Linked DNA regions of Sus scrofa: regions 2 and 3 are each linked to region 1. A link is a contact called in public Hi-C data. All regions are on one chromosome and are shown on one strand. Each heading gives the region's core, a stretch centred on a gene start, on an enhancer-like site or on the middle of the called end of the contact. The rest is flanking DNA. Distances are from core to core; before and after follow the strand shown.

What was found. A called contact is a pair of places that touch in the nucleus more often than the background predicts.
Region 2: a Hi-C map of embryonic fibroblasts shows a contact between it and region 1, with 2.0 times the contacts expected there. The contact joins the promoter of SMURF2 here to the enhancer-like site in region 1. A contact is called at or near these places in 1 of 5 promoter capture datasets (liver), 6 of 47 Hi-C or Micro-C datasets (alveolar macrophages, embryonic fibroblasts, fetal skeletal muscle and 2 more) and 2 of 2 datasets of contacts at active chromatin or transcription factors (alveolar macrophages and skeletal muscle).
Region 3: a Hi-C map of skeletal muscle shows a contact between it and region 1, with 6 times the contacts expected there. The contact joins two enhancer-like sites. A contact is called at or near these places in 5 of 47 Hi-C or Micro-C datasets (embryonic fibroblasts, fibroblasts, heart right ventricle and 2 more) and 1 of 2 datasets of contacts at active chromatin or transcription factors (skeletal muscle).

The regions. Positions count from the first base shown.
Region 1 is chr12:14,304,283-14,308,952 of Sscrofa11.1, reverse strand. No RefSeq gene overlaps it. Among named protein-coding and RNA genes, the nearest start is that of KPNA2, 21 kb to the right of the region's middle. Within about 2 kb of position 1,837, at least 31 of the 83 cell types and tissues checked have an H3K27ac peak or open chromatin away from gene starts, as enhancers often do. A contact at or near this core is called in alveolar macrophages, embryonic fibroblasts, fetal skeletal muscle and 2 more, where this site is marked.
Region 2 is chr12:14,366,512-14,371,181 of Sscrofa11.1, reverse strand. It overlaps SMURF2 (E3 ubiquitin-protein ligase SMURF2), which reads right to left and starts at 2,499. Exons shown (of 18, transcript XM_021066754.1): 1 at 2,379-2,499. The coding sequence starts at 2,430.
Region 3 is chr12:14,339,199-14,343,868 of Sscrofa11.1, reverse strand. No RefSeq gene overlaps it. Among named protein-coding and RNA genes, the nearest start is that of SMURF2, 27 kb to the left of the region's middle. Within about 2 kb of position 2,573, at least 28 of the 83 cell types and tissues checked have an H3K27ac peak or open chromatin away from gene starts, as enhancers often do. A contact at or near this core is called in embryonic fibroblasts and skeletal muscle, where this site is marked.

The DNA.
Region 1 (4,670 bases), core at 588-3,087:
TGAAGAGAGCACGGCCGTCGGCGAGCCAGGGACAGAGGCCTGGTCCAGACCCTCCTCCCAGGCCTCGGAAGGAAGCAAACCTGCTAGTACCTTGACCTCAGACTCGTGGCCCCCAGACCCTGAGATAATAAATTTCTGGTGTTTAAGTGCCCCAGTTTGTGGTATTTCATCACCACAGCCCCGGGAAACTGAGACCGTGGTCAGGTCACTTGAGTAGCCCTTCTGTCCTAACAAAGAGTATTTGAGCCACCCCTGGCCCTGAAGCCACAGGCTGCCTGGCTTCTGGAGCAAGTTTCGGGGGCATCCGTACTCCCCACCCAGTGGGACATGGCTGGATGTTCTGGCTTTAAATGTCTACCCGGGTGTTGGGGGGCACTAAGAATATACATTGTCCTCAGGCGGCCCATGGTCAGCAGGATGACGGGACCCCCTTCCCCTAAGGAATGGTATAGACACAACTTGGTGAGGGCAGTGGCAGGAGGGGGCCAAAGCGGGTGGCAGAGAAGAGCGAGGGACTGCATAGGGCTGTCCAGGAGGATCCTCCACGAAGGACAGTTCGGTTCTTTCGTTGTCAGCTGCACCCACAGCATGTGGAAGTTCCCTGGGCCAGGGATCGATTCCGAGCCGCATCTGCGACCTACACCACAGCTTCCGCGACGCTGGCTCTTTAATCCACTGTGCCCGGCCAGGGATCAAAGCTGGGCTGCTGCAGAGACCATGCCAGATCCCTAACCCGCTGCACCATAGGGAGAACTCCCAAGGACAGTTCAAGTTTGCAAAAATGAGAGATGAAAGTGAAATTCTCCAGTCTCTGTCCCTCGGCTGGAATTCCCTGTGGCTGCCTCTTGCTGAAGGCTGGACAGTGACAGCCTGGGATCTCCTTGGGCCTTGAGGAGGGAGAAGAGAAATAGCTGCTCACTGAAGAGGCCCTGCCAGAGCAACAGAATGGCTCAGTCTATTTATTGTGGGGCAAACAGGACCACGAAGCTCGGGGGGCCCAACCGGAAGCCGTGGCCAAAGTGGTTCCTTTTCTAAAAGGACAATGCAAAATGCACCTGGTTCCAGGGAACCCGGGTGTGGGGAGAGGTGTGTCTTCAACCCACACGGCTTGGGAGATTGTCCTCATGCTCCAGGCTGAGCCCAGGAACCCAGCTTAGTTCCTAGGTCTGAATGGGCTGACAGGTCACCAGATGCAGGGCTGAGAGAGAGGACACAAGCCATCGCTGAGTCACTTGGAAGACTGACGCCAGGGTTTTTCAACCTCAGCACCACTGGCATGTCGAGCAAGATCATTCTTTACTGTGGGGGTCAGGGGAGGGGGAGTCGTCTGTTCTGTGCTGTAGAGACTATGCTCAGTAGGACCCCTGATCTCTACCCACTTGGAAACCAGTTGTGTCCTCAAGATGAACCTCCAGATTGTCCGACATCCATCCCCTTGGAGTTGCAAAAGCACCTTCGATGGAGAGCAACTTTTTTTTTTTTTTTTCCGCCTTACCCGTGGCATGAGGTCATTCCAGGGCCGGGAATCAAATCAGCACCGCGGCAGCCACTTGAGCCACAGCAGTGATGACGCCAGGTCCTTAACCCACTAAGCCACCAGGGAACTCTAAGAACCACTGCTTTAGATAAAAATGACTCTGGGACGTGTTACATTTTTTTGCAATGACTTGAAATGACCCCATTTCAACACCAGGATCTGAACCCCACGGAATGCAACACAAAAGCAAATCAAGGAGGCAATTAATTACGGGCTGCCCAGCTGGCTTCTTCCTTGTAGTTTCAATCGCATTAGGCAGCCCACTTCCCTTCCTCTCCACTGTTTGAATGGTTGCTGTGCAGGGCGAAAAAACAGCGGCTGGTCCACCTCCGAGCTGGCCACATTTCAACAGCGGCTGGCGGGGAGCTCTCATGGGGCTTTCCAAGCTTAATTAGTTCATATTTGTAAAGTTCCTTAGGAAGCTCAGGCCAGGATGCGATGGGAAGTCCAAGCTACTAGGATTCCTGCCACACTCTTGAAAAGAACATTCCCGCATAAAAAGGCTGAGAGAGCCAGAAAAGAGCTCATAGGAGCCGGTGTGTGAATAGAGGAAGGAGTCCTTGGGAAGTGCATTTGAGACGGTAAAGAAAAGAGAGTAATACTTTCCAACTTTCTGGCCCTCCTCCTATTCTCTAGAGCAGGAAATTATTTCAAGTATTTCCTGAACAGCTGAAGTATGTTAGAGACCTGCTAACATTCTCTACATTATCTCCAGGAAATAGACGCCGAAGAATTTCTTTGCAACGAGAAACTATGTGGGCTCTGTTGCTCATTTCCACCTGAATGGGATGGAGACTCTTATTCTGGGAATTGGAGATGACAATCTCCTTAGATCATTTTGATGTCATACTCGGTGTCTTAAAGAACATGCCCTAGAGGAGAACTCTCCGGCGTGTGTGTGTGTGTGTGTGTGTGTGTGTGTGTGTGTGTGGGGGGAGAAAGGGGAGGAGAAGAGAGGGAAGCGAGGGGAGAGAGAGAGAGAGAAGGAAACTTTCTCTTTCTTTTTGGACCGAACCACGGCACGTGGAAATTCCCAGGCCAGGAACGGACCAAACTTGCGGCGCAGCAGCGACCCCAGCCACGGCAGGGACAGCACCGGCTCCTTAACTCGCTGTGCCACAAGGGAACTCCGAAAGAAACGTTCCTTGCCAGGTGGCTTAGCAATGTCAGTAACAGCTTGCTAGTTATCTAGTTATCTGCCATCTCCGGGTGGGGTTAAGAATGAGGTCAGCCTCTTCTGTTTTAGGCAGAATTCTAGAACGTGCAACAGAAGGAGGCTGATTAGCCCCATCCCACCTCCAGAGATTTGCCCCCTCCAAGGCCTGAGCCCATAAATCTCTTAGGGTGGGGGTCCGCAGGCAGCCTGCCCTGCTGGCCACGTTTAAGCCTCCCAAGCAAATCAATGCTGGGATGTTGGTGGGGTCATGAGAGCCATCTGGGAGCCAGCTGTGACTTTGGCCAGCGCATTCCCCCAGGCTCCGATGAAAGGGCTAGCAGGATTACCACGGCCGAAATACCAGGGGGAAATGGCAGTTTTGCCTCCCAAGCAAAGAACAAGGCGGAGAAAGCCAGCCAATTCCCGAAGAGAATGACAGATCCGATTATGCTGCTGAAGGCCAGGCAAGTTCCCTGCTCCCTAAGAACAATTAGAAACCATTCCCCTCTACGTGCTTGGGATCCAGCATTGGGAAGGCTGGGATTTGCCTCTCAGACCTGGCTGTCAGCAGGAGGACGGGAGCCAAACTGCATGTCTGTTACCGCCCACCCTCTGGGGCCTTCGGGGAAGCTGAACTGGAGGCCACAGAGAAATATAACCCCCTGCCATCAACTCTTTCCGGGGACAAAGCCACCCCATTCTTAGTGTACCTCATCATGCTTCTGGAACGAAGGTCCATCAAATGCCATCTTTTAGGGACAGCAGTTAAAACTCCTGTTCAGCTTGAGTTCTTTAGTCAAATTACCGCTAATTTCTTTCTTTTTTTTTTTTTTTTTTTGCTTTTTAGGGCAGCACCCAAGGCATATGGAGGTTCCCAGGTAAGGGTCCAATCAGGGCTATAGTTGCCAGCCTACACCACAGCCACAGCCACAAAGAATCCAAGCTGCGTCTTTGACCTACACCACAGCTCATGGCAATGCCAGATCCTTAACCTACTGAGCGAGGCCAGGGATCAAACCCATGTCCTCATGGATACTAGTCAGGTTCATCAACCACTGGGCCATGACGGGAACTCTGCTAATTTCTTTTTTAAATGGGCCACACCTGCGGCATATGGCGGTTCCCAGGCTTGAGGTCGAATCAGAGCTACAGCTGCTGGGCCTACACCACGGCCACAGCCACGCCAGATCTGAGCTATGTCCGCAACCTGCATGGAAGCTCATGGCAACACGGGAAACTTAACCCACCAAGTGGGGCCAGGGATCAAACCTTCGTCCTCATGGATAATAGTCGGGTTTGTTACTGCTGAACCACAAGAGGAACTCCTCTTTTTTAAATTTCTTTAAGTAAAGCATAGTTAATTTACAATGTTCTATCAATTTCTGCTGTACAGCAAAGTGACCCAGTCACACACACACATATATATATGTATATACTTTCTCTCATATTATCTTCTATCACGTTCTATCACAAGTGATTATAGTTCCCTGTGCTCTACAGCAGGATCTCATTGCTTATCCAGGCTGAATGTAATAGTTTGCATCTACTAACTCCAAACTCCCAGTCCATCCTACTCCCTGCCCTCCTCCTTGGCAACCACAAGTCAAGTTATAGCTAGATTATCTGAGGTGTTAAGCTACTGCATGAAGCAAGCTCTGATGATGCATTAAAAAATAAAGCACAGGGCGTTCCCGTCGTGGCTCAGTGGTTAACAAATCCGACTAGGATCCAAAAGGACGCGTGTTCAATCCCTGGCCTTGATCAGTGGGTTAAGGATTCAGCACTGCCATGAGCTGTGGTGTAGGTTGCAGACGTGGCTCGGATCCAGTGTTGCTGTGGCTGTGGGTAGGCCAGTGGCCATAGCTCAGATTCGAACCCTAGCCTGGGAACGTCCATATGCAGTTGGTGTGGCCCTAAAAAGACAGAAAAAATAAAGCACACCTCCAATACATAGAAAATAAATTAGAAATATAAACC
Region 2 (4,670 bases), core at 1,250-3,749, 62 kb before region 1:
CTTAAAGTCTTAACAAAGAATCAACCTTTTTTTTTTTTTTTTTAAACAAAATGAGGCCTAGGTTAAATATTTTATTTGGCTTCTCAAGACGGACTGAAAAGTTGGGCACCAGCTCCAGACCAATTCCTGGACGCACATCAAACACAGCCCTGTCATTTATCCAGTCAGTCAAAACAATCTTTTCCATCTAACTCTTTAATGTTTATGTCCTAAAAAGCTGCTAATTGAATCCAGCTCTTGAAATCTATTTGTTAAAATCTATACCATCTAATTTGTAAATGAACAAAAATGAAAAAATACACGTTAACTTTCCTGGCAAAACAGAAGAGAATCTACCATATGTAACCAAAAGGGAGAGGACAATGTTTTTAATATTTGAATGGTTTTCTCTTAAAATATGACATATGACAGAGACAAATTCAAAACAAAACGATTTTAAGAAACTGACAGTATCTCCAACTGTTTTTGCAATTAAGGGGATACAGTGTATTAAAAATTCCTCAGAAAAATCTAAAAATACAAAATCACTCTATAAATTAGCCCAGTATTCCACCTCCCTCCAAAAAATAAGTGTAATCTTTATCCTAACTTTACTCATGACTTTTTATAATGTATCATATGCAGTAAGGAAACCACAGAAAAACACTTTAAGATTAAGTCACACTAAAAACCTGAAACTCATTTTATTTGCAGAAAATCGAAATCCTCATTTTCTCCCTCATTTTCTATTGTGAATATAGCCTAGAAGGAATTAAATGGCCACCAGCCTATTTGATGCTTTTGGCACACCTGGAATCACAGGTTCTTTCCATGATCACGGGCACAAGACTAACTCCAGGGAGGAACAGCAGTAGATAAACTCTAAAGCAACAAAGATCCCTTATAAAGGTTTCCATTGACTCATAGGAAAATAAGGAAACTGAATGGGGGAAATGAAGGGGACAGGCATCCCGCAACCCAGGTTTTCCATTAAGAACCACTCAGTTAATAATTTTTTGTGGGTTTTCCCTAGGGAAAGCAAAACTGTCATGAAAGTAATGTATTTTAAAAATTGCAGCCAACATACAGTCAAGGCTAAATTTTCAAATACCTAATTCAGCTGCACGTTTTTATCTTCAAAGTTCAGCCAGTGGACTGGGATGTGACACACAAGCACTCAATTACAAAATTAGTCCATATAAATCTCAAAGTCTACTGTAGGCGAACATAATTAGTTTATTCTTACACACACCCCCACACACGTACACACAGATTCTCTAAAGAAAGCCATTTTTCTCATGACAAATCCGAATATCAACGTGGGTAATTTATTAACAGTGAATGTTGAAACTAGGAATAAATACACTGGTCTCTACTCTTTTCAAAGCCAAAACAATTTTTCCTTAAAATGGGGTAACATGACCATGTAAGAATATTAAAAAAAATAGCACTGTAAGCAAAACGTACCTGTAACGTTAAAGATTTAATACCCTTGGAATCATAAACACTTCGTAAGAAAAGCCTGCTATCTAGCAACCCTTCCATTCTTTTCCATTTAGAAAGGAAAGGGGTGCAGAGTTGGGAACGAGAAAAACTTTGCTTCGCTGAAGTTTATATGAGCACGTATATAGAAATGTATCCCCCCCAACCCGCAAAATGTGTTTTTAAAGCAGGTCTAGAGCTAGAAGTGAAACACAAGTTCTGCGGCCTACAAGGAACAACCCCAAGCATGTTACCCTACAATCAAACACTTCCAAAACACAGAGTGTACAATGCGCCCGAGTCGTCGGATCAGGCAGACACACCGGAAAAGTCAACCTCAGTCTCCTTCCCTTTCAAAGTCGTGCGTCTCAGGTGTGTGGCACCGGCTGCCGCCGCTGGCAGCAGAGAGGAAAGGTTTTGCAGGCGGGCATAAGTGGGCCAACAAGTTAACAACCAGGGAACACACACACACACCCTCCCGTTAAGCGCTCCATCTTTAAGGAGTGTTTACTGCGCGCAGCCAGCAGCCGGATTCAATAATCCCCGCCGCAGGAGCTCCTCATCCTCTCGACGACCCCAGCTGGGCAGGAGCCCGGGGGCTGCTCCCCGAGGCCCCGGGAGAGAGCCGAGTTTCTTCGCCACGGCTTTTCGACCTCAAAACCTCCCGGAATTCCAATCCGGGACACCCCCCCCCCCAACAAAAGACCCCCGAGTCACCCGTGGCTTTTTTAAGAATTTCCAAACAAGGGAGAGTGGTTTTGCAATTACTCTCCTGAACTAGGCCTTTCACGTCCCCGACCCCCAACTCACCGTTGATCGCGACCCTGGCCCCTCTCAAGGCCACAGGCACCCCCCGCCAGCTTGCTCACCCCACCGGTGCCCCAGCCCGGCTCCCGCCGCCCGCCCAACCCCCTCACCTGTCAGGCGCAGCTTGACGGGCCCGTTCCTCCGGCCCCCGGGGTTAGACATGTCCCCGGCGGCGGGGGCGGCGGCGGCGGGGCTACGGCCCCGACGCGGGGCCCGGAGCCGGCGGGCGGGGCGGGGGCGACGGCGAGGCGCGGCGCAGTCACCACAGCGGCCGGGGCTGGGGCCCGAGCAGCCGGCGCCGCGGCCGCCACGGCCGGAGGGTCCCGGATGTGCCGAGCGTCGTCGCCATGAGCCGCGGAGGGAGCGGGACGCCGAGCTCCCCCCTCCTCCCACTTCTCCTTCCTCCGCCCGGGCCGCACAACAAAGCGGTAGCCGCGGCCGGCCGCGCCGCCTCCGCCCGCACCCCGCCGCCTCCACGCAACCGCCTCCGCCTTTCCCTCCTCTCGGCTCCGCGAGGCCCAGGAGCCGACGGGGCTGATGGGCTGAGGCGGGCGGTGCTCGGCGGCGCCGGAGCGGGACTCGGGCTCGGCCGCTTCCTCCTCCACCCGCCCTCTTGTCTGAGGGAACCCGGTCCTGGGGCCGCCGCCGCCACTCGTCTGCTCGGGGGGGTGGGGGGGGGAGGAGAGGAGGAGACGAGAGGCGGGGCCAGCGGGGCAGGGCGGGGCCGGTGGGCGGGGCCTGTGCGGGCGCGCGCCGGGTGCCCGGGGCGCAGGGGCGCCAGGCCCGGTGTCGGCCTGGGCGCGGCGGTCCGGGCCGGTGTGCTTGGTTGCAGAAGATGCCACGCAGAACTTGAGGAAGGAGTAGACAAAGGAGCAGGGTGTTGGCGCGGAGCTCTGTGCCGCCAGGAGGGCCTTAGCGTTTGGCCCACTTAATAGAGAGAGCTTTTGTCCGTGCAATGCAGACTGCTTTTATAAGACGCCCACTGCGTGCAAGGGGCTCTCTGAGGCTGGGGCGAGCAAAGTTAGAACTAAATCCGCAGCCCTCTGGGTTGAACGTCGCTAGGGTGAGGGAAGAGACACACCGAGGGTTCCAGCAAATCCCCAGGGGTGTTTTGCAACTGATACCATAGCTGCCACCTTCATTCAGGACTCACCTGGTGAATGAGATCAGGTTACCAGCCTACTTGGGCTCTTTTTTCAGCTGTAGTGCAAGGATAGGAGGATGATAATGCCTTAAAGGGGTTATTAACAAGATAAGCCTTGGAGAACAATGTATGGAAAGCTTTCCTGCAGAACTGTATTTCGTTATCTCAGAAGGAGAAAATAAAAGCTGAAATAAAAAAGTGTACCTTACCCTTTGACCATGTAATTGCAATTGCACTCTTAGGAAGTTATTCTTGACATATCATACATAGTACAGAAGATGTTCTTTGCAAAGTTCGGTTAATAACAGAAGGTAGGAATTCCCGTTGTGGCACAGTGGAAGTGAATCCCACTAGGAACCATGAGGTTGTGGGGTCGATCCCTGGCCTCGCTCAGTGGGTTAAGTATCCGGCTTTGTGGCGAGCTATGGTGTAGGTCGCAGACATGGCTCGAATCTGGGGTTGCTGTGGCTCTGGCTTAGGCCAGCAGCAACAGCTCTGATTAGACCTCTAGCCTGGGAACCTCCATATGCCTCAGGTGTGGCCCTAAAAAGACAAAAACAAAACAAAAGATAGATGAGCTAACAGCCTAATGGTAAATCACATAAACTTCATGGGCTTTAATGCTGCCATTTAAGTGGCAATTAAGAAGATCATATAATATGGAAGAGTTTACAAATAATCAAAGTTTAAAAACAGAATAAAAAGTATGTATTCATGCAAAAGTACCCATGGGGGATTTTTTTTTTTTTTTTTTTGTCCTTTGTAGGCTGCCACTATTGCTTTTTTTTTTTTTTCCCCCTTCACTATTTAAGGATGCACCTGTGGCATGTGGAAGTTCCCAGGCTAGGGGTCAAATGGGAGATGAGCTGCTGGCCTACACCACAACCACAGCAACGTGGGGATCCCAACCAGCCTGTGACCTACACCATGGCTCACCGCAACGCCAGATCCCTAACCCACTGAGGAAGGTCAGGGATCAACCTGTATACTCATGGATACTAGTGGCGTTTGTAACCCACTGAGCTACAATGGGAACTCCCTTCCACTGCAATTTTAAATGTTTAATACGGTCTAGCATGTTTTAATCCTAATTCAATGTCAGTCTTTTTAAAAAGTCATCAGTACTGTCATTTTATTCTCCAGATGAGGTTGCCCCCAGGAACATCTCATCAGTCTGGATACAGTCCTCAATTAAAGCAATCCAAAATTATATAAAGTTCTATAAGACAGACTAGAAATTCAAGGTACAGTGCTAGAA
Region 3 (4,670 bases), core at 1,324-3,823, 34 kb before region 1:
TTAGGGAGAGGCAGTGGTGTTATCATAGGGCCTTTCAGATAAGGACTTTGTGTAAGCTTTTTATGGAAATACAACACAGGTAGAGAAAAGTACACAAATCATAAACGTACAGCTCAATGAATTTTCACCAGCTGGACCCACCCATCTGAGCCACCCTCTCAACCGAGCCACAGAACATTGCCAGCACCCCTGAAGCCTCTCTCATGCCACCTTGGCCATTATCCCCACAAGGATAGCCACTATGTCAACCTCCACTACCAAAGAGTTACAGCAATATTATTCCATTACCGTATTGCATGTTGTTGAACTTCGGGCAAATGGAAGCATAGGGTATTACCCTCTGGTATCTGACATTGTTCACGCCATGTCATGTTTGTGAGATCTGTCCATGTCGTTATGGATAGCCATGGTTCATTTGGGTTCATTACTGTGTGGCACTGCATGAATACACTACAATCTCTCTCTCTATTCTGCCATCAATCAACATTTGGATTGTTTCCAGTTTGAGGGCTATTTCAAATAATAGTGCTATGAGCATTCTCATCTGTGTCTTCTGGAACACGTGAGTATGCATTTCAGTTGAGTAGATATCAGGGATGGGACTTGGGGACATAGGTTTTGCTTTGATAGATGCTACCGAACTGTCTTCACTTTTTTTTTTTGGCCATGCCTATGGCATGTGGAAGTTCCCAAGTTAGGGAATGAACCTGCACCACAGCCGTAACCAGAGCCATAGCAGCGACAATGCCGGATCCTTAACCCATTGATTGAGCCATGAAGGAACTCCACTAGAAAATTTTAAAGATCACATTTTATTTCATATGACATAAAACCCAAGCTAACCAGTGCCAGAACTGAAAGCAGGACTCCAAAGTTATATCTCTAGAGGGGACCTCTACTCTGAACCACAAACCCATATCTTCGTAGCCTACTTGACAATTCCATGGGGACATATAATGGGCATTCACTTTCTCTGGCCAATACCAAGCTCCTGATACTCTGCCCCGGATCAACTCCTCCGATGGGGTCTCCATCAACTTCCTTGGGCTAAAAACATTGGTGTTATCTTTGTCTCATGTTTTTTCATGCCCTGTATTCCACCAGCAGATCCTGTGAGATCTATCTTCAGAATACCATTTGTATGGGGTTTTTGTTTTTTCTTTTTTTTTATGGCCAAACCTGTGGCATATGGAAGTTCCCAGGCTCGGTGTCAAATCAGAGCTGCAGCTTCCAGCCTACACCAAAGCCATGGCAACACCAGATCTGAGCCGCATTTGCAACCCACACCGCAGCTTGCAGCAACTCAGGATCCTTAATGCATCGAGTGAGACCAGGGATCGAACCTGCATCCTCATGGTCACTATGTCAGGTTCTTAAACTGCTGAGCCACAACACCCCTTGCTGCTACCTCTCTAGGCTACCATTATCTCTCCCCTAGTCTCCTGCAGTCCCCCATATAAGTGGTCTCCTGGTTTCCACATCCTGCCCTCACTCGCTTCAGGCTACTATCTATATAGCTTCCCAAGAGGTCTCGTTGAAACATAAAATAGATCCTGATACTCCTCTGTTAACTCTCCTGTGGCTTCCCATATCACAGGGTGACAGCGAAAGTCCATACTCCCACTCACAGGTGGCAGCGTGACATGGCTCCTTTTACCTCTCTGACTTTAACTCCTGTGCCTGTCCCCTCCTCACTCCACTGCAGCTGCACTGGCCTTTCCCCTGTTCACCCAACAGTCCAGGCACATTTCTACCTCAGGGCCTTTGCACATGCTGTTCTCTCTGCCTGGAATGCTCTTGCCGCCCCCTACCCCTACACTCAGCCTCCTTCAAGTCTTTACTGAAAGACTCCTCTTCCAGCAAGGAGCCTCCAGCCTCCTGGTTTAACATTTCACACTTCCCTCCACACCCAACATTTCATATTTTCTTTCCCAGCTTTGTTGTCTCCACTTAGCATTTATCACTATCTTACGCACCATAATTTTTTATATGTTTTATCTTGTTTATCAGCTGTCCCTGCCAGAGGATCGTACGTAATTGCCACGAGGACATTGATTTTTATGTTTTGTTTACCTCCATAGCCCAGCATCTAGAATAGGGCTTGGCACATAGTAGATACTTAATATTTATTGTATGAGTGAAGGAATGGATAGAAAGGACCTCTGCCTTAGATCCCGTCCTGGTTACCTGCGCCTGCGAAGCTGGCGCCGAATCAGCGGTGGCTTCTAAGCATCTCCAGTGAGTTGGAGTTGCCCATAGAAACATATTCCTGCTATACGCTCTCTCCCTGGCGTGCAGGGACCTGGGAAAAGCGGAGATGCTGATCAATATCTCTGACTGGGAAGGAAGATGGGATTAGGTACCAGAAATGAGAGGAAGGATGTCTCCGCCCGTCTGCTCCCAGCAGCAGAGGCTGCGATCTGCCTGGCAAGTCGCCTGCTCTCAGAAACAGGATGTGTCCAGAGAGGAAGTGACTGCAGACAGGGTTCGGGGGGGAAAATGCCCTGTGCCTGAGACAGAACACTTGAGGCTAGTCATTCTGGAGCCTTCCAAGGGTCCATTCCTGGGGGATGAGTAAATTCCGCTCCATGGGCCTGCGGTGACTCACTCTGTATCTTGGGGAATGTGCAGCCCATCCCTAAGACAGGGCGAACAGGTGTTTCCTTCTCTGGGGTTCCAGTTTGGGTGACTGACTGCTGACGGGAGAGGATGGTCATGCCAAGCCCACAGCCAGCTCGGGTGGGCTGGGAGATTAACCCACTTCTGTGCCAATGCCTCCCTGGGGATGCTGCGAGTGGGGCAATGAGGCGGCAGGTCTCGTTGCTTTGTCTGCCGCCTGGGGGAGGGACAACTCAGTGGCAGAGAGAGGAAAGAGCGCCTCTGTTAGGCTCTGCAGGAACTGTCAAGAGGGGCAGCTTTCTAGCAAGTCATTTTACCAATCTCGTAGCCCTTGATTTGAGGTCGGAGGTTAGACAGCGTAGAAGGCTCTTCATTCTCTGGGGATCTTTAGGCAACCTACTTTCTGTGCCTTCCCCGGGTGTGAGCTAGGGAGCAAGCTTGGCCTCTCAACTCAGGCGCCCAAGCAGAGGAATTTCCCAGCTTGATGGAGGTGGTCCAGCCTCCAGACCAGGGAGGCTGTGGTCTGAAGTCTTAGGTTGCAGCCAGAAGAGAGAGAAACAGTTCCTGCAGACTCTCCATGGCAGTGCTGCCCTGGTGGGCTCAAAAATGTGGACTCTGCATTTTGGCCAGAGGGCATTAATGTCATAAAATCTGTACCAGGAAACTTTTGATGAAAAACAGCTTGGCCATGTAAGACAAGAACCACAAACACAGTGCTCGGCATAGAAACGGGCAGATGCGTCAATTCAAGTTCCCAGAAGGACAGAAAAAGCAAGAAAACTCTCTCAACACTTGGTGCGACCACAGCAATCTCCAGGCAAGCTCGGCCTTATGTTTATGGCGAAACGCAGTGAGCAGCTCAAAGTTTGGAATGTTATCATGAGCACTACGATTATTATAAGAAAAGCTGCGGTATTTTTTTTTTTTCTTCCTCTCCAAAAAATAAAGCAAGCATCTTTAAGCTTGTCTTTGATATGAGGTTAAATATAGCAGGAGGTGTCATGTGGGCAGACTGCTCCTAATGCATTTATTTACAGACAAGAGCTCCTAGGGCGCAAGGCATCCCACAACCTTTTTTCTTTTTTGCGTAAGCAGTTGATTGTGATCATGTTTTCACATCAGTATGTACACATCTACATTCTTCTATATGCTTTCTCTAAACCGAGAAATAAAGTTGTCTTCCTTTCTCTTTCTTTCTTTTTTTTTTTTATGGCCACCCCCCATAGCATACGGAAGTTCCTGGGCCAGGGATTGAACCTGAGCTGTGGCCACTGCAGCTGGGGCAATGCTGGATCCTTTAACTCACTGCGCTGGGCAAGGGATCGAACCCTTACTTCCCCAGCCACTCAAGCCACTGAAGCTGGAGTCTTAAGCCACAGTGGGAATGCTAAAGAGGTCTTCCTTCGTGGAAGAAGTAGAGTCATCTCGGGAATGACCTGGAGGGGGGCCCCAAAGGAGGCATCCATTGTACTAGAAGCTCTGCTCAAGGTTCCCACAGGAGAAGCTCACTACCCCAGCCCTTGTTCAGTTAAGGAGATACTGGTCCATCTTTTGTCCAAGCCCCCTCTTCCATGGGACAGCTAGAAAGGTGCAAGGCTGCCACTAGGCTGCCTTGAGTTTCCCCTCCTGTAATTTCCCCTCGCCTTACTCCAACTTCACTTTTTCCTTCCTAGAAGCCGCAGATGGAAGGCAAAGCGACCAATCTTCCTCGTAGAGTGAACAACCCTCCTGGTTTGCCTGAGAAAGAGGGTTTTTCCCAGGACACGGGACTTAGAGTTTTAAAATCGGGTCAGTCCCAGGAACACCAGGAGGGTTAGTCACCCTATTCCCAGAATCATGGGGCATCAGGGGGACATGGTCAATTTTAACTGAGTTGCTGGAGATCCCCTTTCACAGTTCTTCCAAGGTCAGCTTGGAAATTTCTGGAAGGCATACCATCTGAGACTCCACTGGATCTGCTTAGGTCCCACGGCCACCCTGGAAACCTTCACCAGGAAAGGGGCTGGATGCCTGGGAAGCAGAGGAGAACTGGCCACCAGGAGGTGGGCCAG